Regions from separate parts of the Mus musculus genome. Here regions 1, 2, 3 and 4 are each linked to region 5. The links are chromatin contacts, called in public Hi-C and Micro-C maps. All regions are on one chromosome and are shown on one strand. Each heading gives the region's core, a stretch centred on a gene start, on an enhancer-like site or on the middle of the called end of the contact. The rest is flanking DNA. Distances are from core to core; before and after follow the strand shown. Region 1 overlaps Tns3 (tensin 3). Region 2 overlaps Tns3 (tensin 3). Region 3 overlaps Tns3 (tensin 3). Region 4 overlaps Tns3 (tensin 3). Region 5 overlaps Pkd1l1 (polycystic kidney disease protein 1-like 1).

Region 1 (2,745 bases), core at 183-2,682, 360 kb before region 5:
AGAACCAACGACAGGACACACTAGCATCTTTCTCGGCCCCACGGAAGCAACAGGGCCATCTGGCACTGGGATCCTCTGCTATAGGAAATTCAACTACAGAAGACCCAGCATACCTCTTTCTGTTCTACACAGTATGGGGGAAGGGCGCTCATGCGAACTTTCGGCTCCATAAGAATTACAGAGGTACTATGCTTCTACACACACCACATACACATGCCCCCTACTCACATCTGCCCCCCACAGCTACACATACAGATATCCCTCCCCCAACCCCATCCCTACAACACACACACACACACACACACACACACACACAGCAGGATGCCAGATGGCTGCTATTCCAGTTCCCTGCACAAGGCAGGTAGCCAGAGCACAGGTCCCGGGGACGCAGAGCTAAGGGCAAGGATTCTGCTCGTTTCGAGGACAGAGTGCATGGTGCTAAGACAGTGCATTTCCAGCTTTCATTAGGTCTGAAGTATGAGTCCTCCACAAATCTTAATTAAATGATACCATGGCTTAAAAAGAAAAGGAAATGCAAGAATAAACTGTAAAAACATTCTCCTAATTTTCCAATTAGAAGTGCAGTCAGAAAGTACTGATGTGCCAGGAACCAGACTCCAAAGCATTGCCAGAGTGGTATGTGTTCTGTTGTTGCTGTTGTTGTTGTTGTTGTTGTAGTTGTTGTTTTGTTTTCTAGACAGAGTTTCTCTAGGTAGCCCTGGCTGTCCTGGAATTCATTCTGTAGACCAGGCTAGCCTCAAACTCAGAGACTCTCCCTCCGAGGTGCTGGGATTAAAGGCATGCAACTGCCGCTGCTTGTGAGAGACGTTTTTAGCTGGTGAGCTCTATTACTATCCCCAAGTGAAAGAAACCGGAAAATGATAGCAGACACACGGGAAAAATGGCAGCACCTAGGAGCCTGATCTCAGCCAGTCCAATTCTGAGCCCCCAAGAGGTTCTCATAAATCCACATAGCTCAGACAGGCAACCCTCAACAAGAACTGGAGACATCCCCTGAACTATGCAATTCCAATTGCATGCATAGCTAGCTCTCAACCTCAGAAAACGTCCAAGAAATCTACACCGAAAGTAGAAGCTGGCCTCTCCTGCTAGAAGATGTGGGAGACAGGGGAGGGCCAGGAAGGCTGAGGAAGCTGCCCAAAGCAACAGCTGCGCAGCTGCCCCTGGAGGCCCACAGCGGGGAGAACAAGAAGCTCTGGCTCTCACTGTGTCCACCCTGTTTGCTGGCAAAAGGCCACCACTTAACAAGAGAGACAAGGATCTCAGCTCTGGACACACTAGGTGCCTAAGCTTCTCTTTCATCCTAGAAGACCAGATTCTCACTCTGCCATTTCTCTGTAAAATTTTCAGTCCTGGCACGTGAACTGCCCCTGGCCTTCCACTGACAAAAGGAAATAATCATTCCCAGCCTGCAGTGGAGTCAGGAGAACTGGAAAGCACACACTAGAGGCACTCAGACCCTCAAGCCCTAAGAAGGACACCCATGTGCGTTAATAAAAAGTTCTTTCTACAATGAAGAAGGCCCAACCGCTCCTTCGGATTCATTTCCTCAGCGGTCATCCCATGGATTGCTGGCCTTTGCACTCACGGCTCCTGCCCCTCCTCCCAGCTTCCTCTTCCTCATCATGCCCTTCCTGGCTGGGTTTTTGTCTTGTGCCAACAAACATCATTCTAAGCTGCTCAGATCTGAGGCAGGGGTTTCCTCTGCTTTGCTTCCTGTGGCACCCAAGCCCTGGCACCCAGCGGACATATAATGGACAGACTACCTTTTCTAAGCTTCTCATCACATGGCAAAGCTTGGGTCACACCAATAAAGGTCCAAAAGCAGATGGGCCCAGCAGACTTGTAGCCCAGCTTCCCATACTCTGGATAATGACTGCCCTTCAGACAGCATACCAAGTGTGACTGTCCATAAAAGGTGGGGGCAGGCCTAACAATCACTCCTCACTCTCACGGCTGGCCTTCACAGGACAAGGAGTCCTGAGTCAACCAACCTCAGGACTCCAAAAAAGCTAAAGAAAACCTAAATCCCTAAACATTAGTTCAATGTGTCCACTGAGTAAGAGGCGGAGCCAGAGGTGTAAGGGGTGTAGAGCCAGTCTGGCCAGTGTGCTCTGCATCAGGCCAAGAAGGATGAAGACAGCCTGGAGCTCAGCAGAGGCAGAGTAAACGGTAACATGTCATTTCTAGTCTCACATCTTCTAGCCACCTCTGAGGTGACATTCCTTGGGAACCCGTCCCTCTTCCATATACATCTGTGTCTAGTGTTATACAGGGAACAAAGGCCATCCCATCTGAATGTTGGTGCGTCTAAGAGAACCCAAAAATTGCCAAGACACCAAGAACACCCTGACTAGAAAAGAAACTTAGGCATGAGCACTGGCCAGTCTCACTGTTGCCAACCAAGCCAAATAGGAGCCTAGACCTCACTGTTGGAGACCTGTAGGGACCTGAGCTGAGCATGAAAGACATCCATTATCTCTGACACAGAGAGCTCCTTACACTGTGGTTCTCATTTGAAAACATGTTACAGAAACTCATGTTCTTCATCCAGACCTCCAAAAATGACACTGTCAAACAAACACCTATCTAGGTTCTAGAGTCCTTGTGGTAGCTGCTTTCACGTTCTCATGAGGTAGAAAAGGTAAGACCCACTCTGGCTCACCCTGGCCCTGCAGGATCAAAGGGTTCCCAGAATTCTCCCATGGAACACACGCTGTGCTA
Region 2 (2,700 bases), core at 26-2,525, 420 kb before region 5:
AGGAAATATACAACATGGACTTCTGCCTCTGAACACATGTGCACACACATGTTCAGGGACCCATATGTATATGCATACAGATCTGTACAAACACACATATAATCTCCTGCACTATACACAAGGAAGGAAGCGACCGATCTCTGGAAAGCCATAGAAGAAGCTGAATGGCTATACCGAGAGAAAGAAACCAACCTGAAATGCTACATAGCTTGTGTTTACAGCATAAAGCATTCTGGGAAAACTGACAGTATGGCGACCATAAAAAGATCAGTGACAGTGAGTATCTTGACTATGAGGGAGGAGTGAGTAAGGAGATCAGAGGTAAGTTTTAAGATGAAGAAAATACTTCATGTGACATTATACTCATGAATGAATGCCAATATTTCTCAAGCCCATTGCCACCGAGAGAGAACACTGTATTTCTGGGCGGAGCCTTGTAAAATTTAGCACTAGAGGCAACCAGTGGCTGCTGACAGAGAGAGACTCAGTTTTCTTCATGGGTGAGTGCCCTGATAAGTTATTAAACCCCACATGGTCAGCCCTAAACACACGTACATATGAGCTAAACACTAAATGGACTCAGTAGACTCGTGTGTATGCGCATGTATAATACAGAATTCGGGCTGTGAATATGACAGGGAGTGGGGAGTGGGGGTGGGGGGGGAGTGGGGGAGAGATGATGTAAATGTTCAAGCCATTATAATTTTTAAATAAAAAGAGTGAGCTCTACATACACTACAGACTTCACTTAATAATGCAAAGATACTAGACAACTCATCAGCTGTAACACTATGGTGTGGGATACTGTGAATGGAGAGCCAGCATTGACATGGAATCTCTCTGCCTTCTATACTTTCCCATAGTGGATTTAGGAAGTACAATCTATTTACAAAGATTTCACCCAAGTGGCCTGGTCTCCCAGTGTGGTGTGTCTCAGCACAGATGGCAGAGTGGGTCCAGCAGTTGACTCAGGCTGAGGGACTGTTGAGTCACAGCTCCAGAACAGTTCTACATTTTCAGCTGGCGAGGCAGGTCACCACATCCTGCCTTCCCGCACCCCTCCCCCCACACTAAATATGGGCCTTAACATTTATTTATTCCACTGAATCTGGTCTTGTTTGAGTCCGAGCCTCTGATGCCCTGGCCATGCCTCCTCACAGCTGCACCCCACCCAGCTGTGCCAAGCAGCTATAAAAGGAAACTTCCTTCACAGTCCCCAGAAAAGCAGGAAATGACTGTCCAAAGGGAAGTTCTATCATGGAGTTCGGTTCCGCCCAGTGACTCGGAGATGCAGAGATACAAAACCAAAGCTGCGGCCACTGACCTGCTCCCTGCTTCAGCAGCTCGGCTGCAGAGTTGGCTGCTGTCTGGGGAGAGTTTTCTGCTATTTCCTCCAGTGGATCTGCAGGAAGGAGTGAGACGAGACATGAGCTCCTGACACAGTAGTCCACATGGCAAAGAAAATCTGATGACAGAATTCCCAGACGGTGACAGAGCTTTCTCTTGCGAGGCAATCATGCAGCCCACAGAGACTGTAACCCATTCTGAACACAGATGGAGGTGGTATGCCCCTAAAACATGTTCCAAGTCTCTGAATTCATTTACATAAGTGATCAAAATTTAAAAGATAAATAAAATAACATTTACCTACAGGAAAGCTGGGACACACAGTAAGGCCCCTATACACCCTGGATATTAATTTTTAAAAAAATTATTGTGGGTATTTTCTAACAAATATAAAAGTAGAGAGACTTGTTCATTCATGACCTAAATTTAACCATAGCAACATCATTCTCATTTTGTAGGACTGTGAATCTATAATGCAAGTGACCTTAAAATTAGTCTGAGAAAATATATTTTTTCATACACACACATGTTTGTATATAAAATAACTACTTATGTATGTACACGTTTTACATGTCTGGTGCCCAAGGAGACTAGATCTTCTACAACTACAGTTTTACATGGTCGTAAGCTGCCTAATGTAAGTGCTGGGAATTGAACTCAGGACCTCTGGGAAAGCAGTCAGTGCTTTTAACCACTGAACCATCTCTCCAGACCCCAAGTGTTTTACATCTTTAAGCTGAGCAGTCTTTGTTTTCTGGACACCTTCCATACAGGCCACGATGGGCAATGTCTGAAAGCTATTATCAGCAGCAGGGCATTCTTCTTTCTCAATTCAGGTGGCCACTAGTTTTCTTTGGGGTTTAAGAGTATATGTCATAAAAAAAGAACCTTAGTTTATTTTGTAAGGTGGGTCCTGGGTACAGCATGCTATCAGCGGTACAGAAGATCGTACACGCAGCCAGATAGCACTGAGAACTCCTCCACATACCTCTCTCCGGAATGAGCAGCTTGCAGGGTAAAGCCAAGGGCGTAATGGAATGCTGGCACACCAAAGCCGTCAGGCTCCCTATAAAGTGGATAAGAGTAAATGAATGTCACCAATCTCTTCACTTGCTCTGTGCTTAACCAAAGAATCAGTTGAGACCAAAATTCCAAAAACGCATGCCTTTATACCACTGTGGGATGTGACTCAAAGCTCCAAGAATGACAAGGCCCAAGCCAATGAAGAGGGTGATGGAGGGACCTGTAGTGTATGCCAAGCATATGGCCTTTATAAGTGCGAAGTGCCGGGGCGCTTCTTACGAGTAGGAAACAAGGCTGCCCCGGTCTATCCAGAAGGCTCTCAATTCACAA
Region 3 (2,700 bases), core at 172-2,671, 290 kb before region 5:
CAGACTTACCCACTTGTGAACCCTGTGAGCTACAATAATGACCCTGGTGAGGCAAGATCTGTTGCCCATGGGTGCAACAATAACAAGAATGTTGCTTTTGCTTTCCAGTTAGAGTTAAGGCTTGCACTGCAGGCTGAAAGACAGTACCAGTATTAAGTTTGTAAATCTAACCAAGAACCTACAGCTGGGAGCTCACGGGCCCTAGAGGATAACTTAGTATTTTTCTACTAAAACAGACATAATTAATCAACTGCCTCTAAATTCAGATATCTGTACTCATAGATCAGTCCGCTCTCAGGCCACATCGGAGGGATCTCTGTGTAGTGGACACTGGTTAGCACAGAAACTCACAATGCGTCCAAGTACAGAGAGTGGATGTCAGTGGAGTTGTCAAACACAACTGGGACATCTATACCACTCAAGGCTAGGAAACCACTGCAGAAGGGCGAGGGAATGGAATGATTCTAAAAGCCAGGGAGCTGGGGAGGTTGGAGTGAAAAACATCTTCTGGATATAAGAGTAGAGAGCAGTCCATGAGCTCCACCTCCAACTGAGGGGCTCCTGAGAGATGACGGCATCTGGGTAAGGCAGAGAGCCATGGTTTTTAAGGGTATAGCCCCTGGTAAGTTGATAATGGTGCAGTGAATGGCCCCACACATAGGAGCATACATGCGCATGTATGTGCATGTATATGTATATGTGTATATATGTGTTATATAGATAGATATAGATACATATATGTGTGTGTGTGTGTGTGTGTGTGTGTGTGTGTATCAAATTTGACCTCAGGTTATTTTAAAAAATAACAGCATGAATTTGAAGGGGATAGGGAGTTGGTTTTGGTCTGGGAGGGGTTAGGGAAGGAATAAAGTAAAAATGATCACAATAAATTATATGCAATTCTCAAATAATTAGTAAGGATGTTTTCTAAAGGTTTGGGGGGGGGGGAGAATCCAAAACAAATAAATATTTGATCACGCCCGAAGTCACAGTTCTGTCAACAGTCACACGTGGCCATTGTCTTCAATGGCCCCACATTAACATGCATGGCGGGCCGTGGAAGAAAGGAAATCCCATTGGCCATCTTGTCTGGCTTACTGCAGGGCAAACTAGCCTCCAGACTTGGCAGCATTCGAATCACTCAAACCCCTGCTTCCACGAGCCCCTCAGAAAGAAGCTGGCTATGCCACCCTGGGGACTTAGGTCATTATTTAAGAGAAATCAGCTCAGGAACTGGTCCCCAGGGAGCCAGAAGAAGGAAAGGGGGTGGGGGCTAAAGACAAGAGCTGTCACCCTGCCAGCCTCTTCCCTTCTCTACCAGCCCCAAAACTGCAAACACAGTGAGAGGACAGGATGGTAAGAACCGAGCAATCACCTCAAGTGTAACCAGGGCTGCAACCCAGTGTGGGCATTTAATCATTAGCTAGGGCTTTGTGCTCCCTTTGTGCATAAGCTGACGCCACCAAAGGTCAACATGTCCTGGCCTTGCCTCACAATACCTCCACCTGCAGAGGGAGAACAAAAGCTCAAACAAGAACCAACCTGGCTTTCAAAGACTGGATGACAAAGGCAGCCAGGGGAGGCTGGCATTGTTGGGTGCATCTGTAGGGGGATTTTCCATTTCCCAGTAGGACTTGTGCTGAGATGTGTAGCTCCCGGCTACAGTTGACAGTGCTCAGCTTCCAGGAACCTCCTCTCTGGGACTGCCTTTCCCAGAAACCCAGAAGCCTAAACGCCTCACAGTTGGACACAGTCAAAAGATGGATGTTATTTTAGGTGTGGGAGGGGATGGTGAAATCAAAGAAAAAGAAGGATCAAAGTCTGGATTGTGGTTGGATGGGAGGAGCCACAGACTTCTCAAAGATCTGTGCCTCCAGGGTCACCGCATCTCAGATGTTTTGGAAGAGAACTGAAACAAGACACTGATGAACAAAGATCTGGGCTGACGTCAGACATCCCAGGGAAGCAACCGTGAACACTGGCCCAGCCCTGGCTGGCCTACCAGCATCCTGGCATCCCAGGGAAGCATCCATGAACACTGACTGGCCCAGCCCTGGCTGGCCTACCAGCATCCTGCTCACAGAATCGCTGCTGGCTACATAAGGAACTCCTGGGAGTCTGGCTTTGCTGTCCTGGCTTTCCCTGGAGAAAGGGGTGTCACGGTCCTGTCCAATGCCGCAGACAGGTCATAGACAAAGGTTGCTTCTTAGTTTCCATGGGTGACCTATCAGTTCTCTTCCTGGCATGGGCCTCACACAGAGCATCTCTGAATCCATGCTATTCCTACATACTATTCCTAGGAAGACTATTTCACTGCTCTGCAGCCAGAGTGGCCTCTTCTCCCATCACTCCATAGTTCTCTGGAGAACAATTAAGTAATATGACAATGGTCCCAGAGTATTGGTTTCCTGAGGCTACTGAAACAAGAACCCTGCACTGCATACCTCCAAACCACGGGAGTTTATTTCTTCCCACATATGGGGCTAGAAATGAAAGACTGGGGAGTCAGCAGGGCCAAATGCAAGACTGGGCCTGTCTCTTGCATCTTCACATGACCACTGCAGCCCCGGGGATCCGGGGATCTCTGCCTCTGTCATCATCACAAGGCCTTTTCCCTGCATATCTCTATGTGTGCATGTGGGCCCATCCTCACCCTGCATGTTCACACTCCTAGACTTACAGGTCTGAGATAGGTGTGAC
Region 4 (2,700 bases), core at 189-2,688, 310 kb before region 5:
AATATGGATGCAAACACACAGACACGATTCAGCAAAGGCACACATGTATGCAAGCGAGTGAGTTGTGAATGAAGTCTGTGGACTGCACGGACACTACTCTTCTGACACGGATGTTTTATAAGTGAGTGTCCCTTCTCCAAATCGAGTAGGGCCAGACAGGTTTTGATTTTTTTTGCTGTTGTTGATATTATTGCTGCTGTTGTTTCAATTTCAAGAGTATCTGCACATAAGTGTCTTGGGATACATTCCTGAAAACAAAATAAATCTATTTGTCTCATATGCACCATATGCATAGCACCTCAAGTCAATTTTATATATTTTCAGTAATGTTTTATTGTATACAGGACAAAGTTTCCAGGGTGTGAAATTTTCTTTCCACTGATACATACAATTTTGTATGTGACACTGGGGGCGATATGTACACATGAGCACAGTGCCTGCAGAGAGCAGAGGCGTCTGACCAGCCTGGAGCAGGAATTTCAGGTAGCAGTGAGCTGCTGCTACTACAGGTGCCGAGGATCGAACTCAGGTTCTCTCAAAGAGCCGTAAATGCTCTTCACCACTGAGCCATTGTTGCAGGTCAAGTTTTAGCTTGAGTAACTTGGACTTTAGATTTTCAGTGGGGATGCTGGACCTGTATGCGTTTAATAAGTTGCTGACATGGATGAAGTAAGACGTGTACTCACCTTTTATGGAACTACTGCTTTTAATTCTAGAAGCAAGCAAAGGATATAAACAATCCTGAGTACTTTTTGATATCGAGCTATGTTCCACAAAGGCCTACAAGAAACTTCTTTTGCACAAGCAAAACTCACATCGCTGACACTTTACAAAGTTCAAATATGAGGAAGTCAATTCCATACCTTTGGATTAAGCTTTGTAAGGTCATATCTCTTCTCTGAAAGGTTTAATACCTACAAAGAGACAAAAAGATTTCAGACAAATCATGGTCCTCAAAGAGGAAGGAGACACCTGCATTTTAAGGGGACCGAAAGGGATGGAAATGCACAAATGTGTGTGTGGTCACAGGGTAAAAACAAAGTATATTGTGGATGGATGGATGGATGGATGGATGGATGGATGGATGGATAATACGAAAACCTTGTGAATCCTGCGTTTTTCTTTTGTTACCCTGAGCCAAAATGGGCAAGGAAAACTTTCTCCTTTTTGTTGTTTGGTTTGTTTGTTTTGCTTTTAAAAAAAAAGAAAAACTCAATGGCTACAAACATTTTCAAATACAGGGTCTATACACCCACGTGTATACAGTAGCTCTTCTTAGTCCTGCTCAGCATGAGGAATATCCTGGGGGCAGGCAGCAGTCTCTTGTCAACTGAGCTTAAGACCTGCCACTCAGAAACCACAGCTATCTGTGGGCTCAAGTCCTACAAAGAACACATGGTTCCTCCCTAACTCGGCCCCAGCTACCTCCCAGGCCTACTCAGCGTTAGCCCCGTGCTTGCCCTGCTTGAATCATCAGCACTCAGCTGCCTTTCCTTGCAGGGCACAGAACACCACCATATCCTGACCAGCTCCAGCAGTCTAAGTGCCTTCCATAAAAGGCCTGTGGGTTTGGAGATGCCCTCGGCAGTCTCTTTAGGAAGGGTGGGAAGAAAGGGACTTCTCTGGGGACAGCTTCCCACTGAAGGAGCCCTGGTCTGGAAGAGGCTGTGCTAGAGGCAGAGGCAGCTCCAGAGGTGTCTCATGAAAGCTGTAGCCATCCATCCTGGGGGCTAGGATGCTACACCCCTGCCCACAACCAGGCTGGACCTCAGGGAGTAGTACTGTTAGAGGTCATAGGGAGTCCATACAGAGACTATCCTGGAAGCCACGGCTTAGCAATGGGTCTAACCATGGGAGAAAGCTTCTAAGGATGACAATAACCTCCTTGTTGGCTTTGTAAGATTAGCTCTCCCTAGATAAGGCGGCAGCATGAGAGAAGGTGCTAGAAGCTGTCATGTAATCTGAGAGTTGATTATAGCAGCAGGAAAAGTTCTCTGGAGCTGGCAGCCCTAGAAGAGAGCAGGGCCAATCAGAGAGAGCAACATGAGATTCTTCTACTTCTGCTCAAATATGGTCTCCTTTATCTGATACACACCTGCTGGGAAACCACGTTACCTACATTTGCCCCTGAGGACTGCCTTGTTTCTTGGACACCCGCCTGCTTGTCTTTCTAATGCACGAGAGGAGGAGACATGGCTGCCTCCTGACACCAGGAACTCTGACTGGGAATCCTTACTTTCCCAGAAGCCAGTCTTACTGATGAGGAGCTGTGTTCAGTGCTGGACAGAGGCAGCAGCCACCCCTACAGTCAACTGTCACAGCCCGTGACACAACAACAGCAAAGCTAACAATAGAAGGGTAGAGGACATGGCCCCTAGACTCATGAGTCAGATTCCAGGCCCCCAAACCATTCCTCAGGTGTAAGCAAGCAAGGCACAGGGACACCCCTGGCCCTCACACGAGTCCTCTGAGGGACTCCTGCCTCCAGCCCATCCACCACACCGTGGCTATCATCCCCACTCACCAGGTAGTTGTCTCCATGCTTACACTTGAGCATGCGTGTGACTTCCTGCAGGCTGTGCAAGTAGGACTCCTCTGAACAACTGGCAGGGAAGGACACTGCGATGATACGCTCGGTGACATACGTAAGGTCCAGTTCGTGGCTGTCCTCCATGGCTGGACTCAGAACCACGGTCCTGC
Region 5 (2,783 bases), core at 232-2,731:
GCTGGTAAAACCCTGAAAATATTCACAGCCCCAGGGAGAAAGCACTGTCCAAAGACACAGAGGGAGGGAGGCAGGGAGGAACATCGGCAGACAAGCTTACTGCACACCTGCCGCTAGGTAAGGCCCATATCTGTTTGAAAAAACAAGCTAGCATATGTTTAATGTCTATACTGAGTTCCCATAACACTTAAAATTGCTTTTAAAAATTTATTTATTTTTTATGTGTATGGGTGTTTTCTTTTTATGCACTTCTGTGTATCATGTGTGTGCCTGGTACCTTCAGAGGGCAGAAGAGGGCATTGGATCCCCTCGGACTACAGTTACAAATTGTTATGAGCAGCTCTATGGGTGTAAGAAACAGAAGCAGAGTTCTCTGGAGGAGCAGCCAGTATCCTTCACCACTGAACCATCTCTCCACACATACACACACACAAACACACCCCCACACCCACAGTAGATTTTGAGGTACTGGGGCATCAACCCAAGGTGTCTTTGCCCACATTAAGCATGTGATCTGCCAGTGAACTGCACCCTTGGCCCAAGCTTGCAGAATTTAGAGAAATGTTATCACTTGCCATACTTGCTCCCCGTTGGGACCACATTAATGAAGCTGTCAAGAAACACCTGCTGCTACCCAGAGCTCACACATCCCCACACAAAGGAACCATCGTGCTCCTTCATGGCACACTGGAGAGCAAGAGGTGAACCAAAGGATCCAACCATAGCCTGGTCCTGTGTGCACTAATTACAGCAATTATATCAAATGGGCCCACAGCTCCAGTCCAGCGAGAAGACCACTGGGATGGAGCAAGGATTTTGCCTCACCTCACTTGTGGCTCAGTTAAGTTTTGTTGACTTGAGATTTCATGAAGACTTTGAGTTCAGAAGTACTTCAAACACAAATTAAATGTGACACAATCTGATATTAGAGTAATTTTTTTGAAGACAGAAATCTAGAATCTTACTTATCCTAACTTTATAGAGGATGCTGCAGCAGCCAGGAGCAAAGGGCTGCCAGCCACAGGGAGCCAAGAGAGCACCCCTTGGATTCCATCGGATTCACTTTTCCTAGGCTTGCCCTGCCCCCAGAATGCTACAAATAACAGCCCCTAGGGACTTGTTGATTTTAAGGATTAGGACTGGGGGGATGGGTGAGGCAGAGAGGGTCCACTTTAAACATTCCATTTTGAACTATGACATATAAATATGGCAGTGAGGTCTCTATCCTTGTGGGAAACATGAGGCTCTAAGCCCACCTGGGTCAACATTTGGGAGGGTTACCTGAGTGTACCAGGTCCAAGAGTACAGGAATTTTACAGATGTTATCTCAGCTGGAATATTTGACAATCGAGAGGCATATGAGAAATGTCAAAGAAAAAGGAATTCGTGAAATGTGAGATAAAAATAAACTAGCCAAATCAGTGGTTTTTGTGTTTTGATTTCCATGTCTAAAAAAGGCCCCACATGGTCTCTTTGTTTTGCTCACAGCGCCCCCTCCTGGCATAATCTACGCACCTGTTCATACAGAAGAACTAAGTTGTCCAAGTAGAAGCTAACTGTGGCGTTGGAAAATGGGACTCAGAAACTACCATGTAGCTTCCCTAGAGCTTTAGCAGTCCTGGGATTATTGAGTCATGGCAAGTTCAAGTACTGGGGCTTCCAGGCAGTACCTTGCTAAAAAGTAATAAGAATAAAGGGAATGACATCTGGGAGTCACCATCTAGCAGGGTGCCTGTGTTCCTCTGCCTTACAGAATCTAAAAATATGTCCCTAAAGCAAAAAGGTGAGATGAATTGTTCAAAGGCAACACATTCATAAAAATGCTACAGAAATGAGTATTAAAATATTCCTTACAGAAGAGAAAGGAAACCCTGGAGTGTGTAGAGTTGTTCTGTCAGTAGAAAGTAAGCAATGATAATCCATATCGCCAGAGTCACACTGCCTTGAAGAAACTGCCCAGTTGGTAACTTTCACTGACTAAGGAATGTTCTAAATGTATCCACTCGTTTCATTGGGCATCCGAATCTCAGAGGTGTCAGGACCCCAAAAAGGTACCCATGTGTCAGATGAATGGGAGTGGGCCTTTGCCTTAAACTGCTCCCTTGGTCAGTGTTTCTTTATAATGCAAATCCTGCTGCAATTAAAAGTAGGAAATAAAAACAATGAACACTTGAATGCTTGGCAGAGAAGCACAGTTTGAAATTGGGTATCAGGAATCATGAATTGTGACTGTAGCCTTTGGTTAAAGAACACTGATATTTTTCTGCAAAATAGATGATATGACTTTCTCAGGCCTAGAACTTCTTTCACTTTTGACCCCAAATGAGATGCCAAGCACCTGCCAAAGTCTGCAAATGGAGCCCTCCGTTAACATGGGTAATTAGACAGCCTTTCACAGACTTCAGACACAGGCTTTGATGAAGACCTTTCTCTGGGCACAGTCTTGGATAGGTGAAATTGACAGGAGGTGTGGGTAGATCGTCTGTAGGGCGCCCCCTTCTGGAACACAGTGAAGGAAACTGATTCTGGAACCCAGAGCCTGAAGTCTTTGAACATGGGTGTAATGACCATGAATTAGTGCAACACTCCCCAGATCTGCAAGAGCCCCCCAATCCTCCTACCTTGTAAATGCTTTCCTGATGGCATGATTGAGAGAAATTTCACCTGGGCAGAATCTCCCATATGCTATAAACAAAAGCAGCAGTAGCATGATGCTGTGTGTGGTCATGTCTCTGCGAAGAGAGATTAAAGAATTAGCATCCTTAGAGATCCCGTGTGTTCAC

The links. A called contact is a pair of places that touch in the nucleus more often than the background predicts.
Region 1: a Hi-C map of bone marrow-derived macrophages shows a contact between it and region 5, with 31 read pairs. The contact joins two enhancer-like sites. A contact is called at or near these places in 1 of 484 Hi-C or Micro-C datasets (bone marrow-derived macrophages), 1 of 115 datasets of contacts at active chromatin or transcription factors (embryonic stem cells) and 2 of 9 other capture datasets (adipose tissue and embryonic stem cells).
Region 2: a contact with region 5 is called in a Hi-C map of bone marrow-derived macrophages, with 20 read pairs. The contact joins two enhancer-like sites. A contact is called at or near these places in 2 of 15 datasets of contacts at CTCF or cohesin (large pre-B cells and stem cell-derived epiblast-like cells), 23 of 484 Hi-C or Micro-C datasets (the BV-2 cell line, LSK cells, bone marrow-derived DN3 thymocytes and 12 more), 6 of 115 datasets of contacts at active chromatin or transcription factors (the NIH/3T3 cell line, astrocytes, bone marrow-derived dendritic cells and 3 more) and 1 of 9 other capture datasets (embryonic stem cells).
Region 3: a contact with region 5 is called in a Hi-C map of bone marrow-derived macrophages, with 35 read pairs. The contact joins two enhancer-like sites. A contact is called at or near these places in 3 of 15 datasets of contacts at CTCF or cohesin (the NIH/3T3 cell line and embryonic stem cells), 13 of 484 Hi-C or Micro-C datasets (3T3-L1-derived adipocytes, the AML12 cell line, the C2C12 cell line and 8 more), 20 of 115 datasets of contacts at active chromatin or transcription factors (the HPC-7 cell line, bone marrow-derived macrophages, cardiomyocytes and 8 more) and 5 of 9 other capture datasets (adipose tissue, bone marrow-derived macrophages, embryonic stem cells and 2 more).
Region 4: a Micro-C map of granulosa cells shows a contact between it and region 5, with 4 times the contacts expected there. The contact joins two enhancer-like sites. A contact is called at or near these places in 8 of 39 promoter capture datasets (the 3T3-L1 cell line, the C10 cell line, embryonic stem cells and 4 more), 9 of 15 datasets of contacts at CTCF or cohesin (the NIH/3T3 cell line, embryonic stem cells, hippocampal excitatory neurons and 4 more), 299 of 484 Hi-C or Micro-C datasets (the 3T3-L1 cell line, 3T3-L1-derived adipocytes, the 4T1 cell line and 143 more), 45 of 115 datasets of contacts at active chromatin or transcription factors (CD4 single positive thymocytes, the HPC-7 cell line, the NIH/3T3 cell line and 28 more) and 4 of 9 other capture datasets (adipose tissue, embryonic stem cells, liver and 1 more).

What each region holds. Positions count from the first base shown.
Region 1 is chr11:8,495,664-8,498,408 of GRCm38.p6, forward strand. The region is part of intron 16 of Tns3 (tensin 3); the gene reads right to left. Among named protein-coding and RNA genes, the nearest start is that of Tns3, 170 kb to the right of the region's middle. Within about 2 kb of position 1,433, at least 43 of the 459 cell types and tissues checked have an H3K27ac peak or open chromatin away from gene starts, as enhancers often do. A contact at or near this core is called in bone marrow-derived macrophages, where this site is marked.
Region 2 is chr11:8,442,611-8,445,310 of GRCm38.p6, forward strand. It overlaps Tns3 (tensin 3), which reads right to left. Exons shown (of 31, transcript NM_001083587.1): 26 at 2,336-2,413; 27 at 1,325-1,402. Among named protein-coding and RNA genes, the nearest start is that of Tns3, 220 kb to the right of the region's middle. Within about 2 kb of position 1,276, at least 94 of the 459 cell types and tissues checked have an H3K27ac peak or open chromatin away from gene starts, as enhancers often do. A contact at or near this core is called in bone marrow-derived macrophages, where this site is marked.
Region 3 is chr11:8,567,965-8,570,664 of GRCm38.p6, forward strand. All of the region lies in intron 4 of Tns3 (tensin 3), which reads right to left. Among named protein-coding and RNA genes, the nearest start is that of Tns3, 95 kb to the right of the region's middle. Within about 2 kb of position 1,422, at least 73 of the 459 cell types and tissues checked have an H3K27ac peak or open chromatin away from gene starts, as enhancers often do. A contact at or near this core is called in bone marrow-derived macrophages, where this site is marked.
Region 4 is chr11:8,546,408-8,549,107 of GRCm38.p6, forward strand. Tns3 (tensin 3) reads right to left here. Exons shown (of 31, transcript NM_001083587.1): 6 at 2,525-2,696; 7 at 864-914. The coding sequence starts at 2,674. Among named protein-coding and RNA genes, the nearest start is that of Tns3, 120 kb to the right of the region's middle. Within about 2 kb of position 1,439, at least 12 of the 459 cell types and tissues checked have an H3K27ac peak or open chromatin away from gene starts, as enhancers often do. A contact at or near this core is called in DN2 thymocytes and granulosa cells, where this site is marked.
Region 5 is chr11:8,858,575-8,861,357 of GRCm38.p6, forward strand. It overlaps Pkd1l1 (polycystic kidney disease protein 1-like 1), which reads right to left. Exons shown (of 52, transcript XM_017314870.1): 41 at 2,622-2,732. Among named protein-coding and RNA genes, the nearest start is that of Gm36772, 60 kb to the left of the region's middle. Within about 2 kb of position 1,482, at least 16 of the 459 cell types and tissues checked have an H3K27ac peak or open chromatin away from gene starts, as enhancers often do. A contact at or near this core is called in DN2 thymocytes, bone marrow-derived macrophages and granulosa cells, where this site is marked.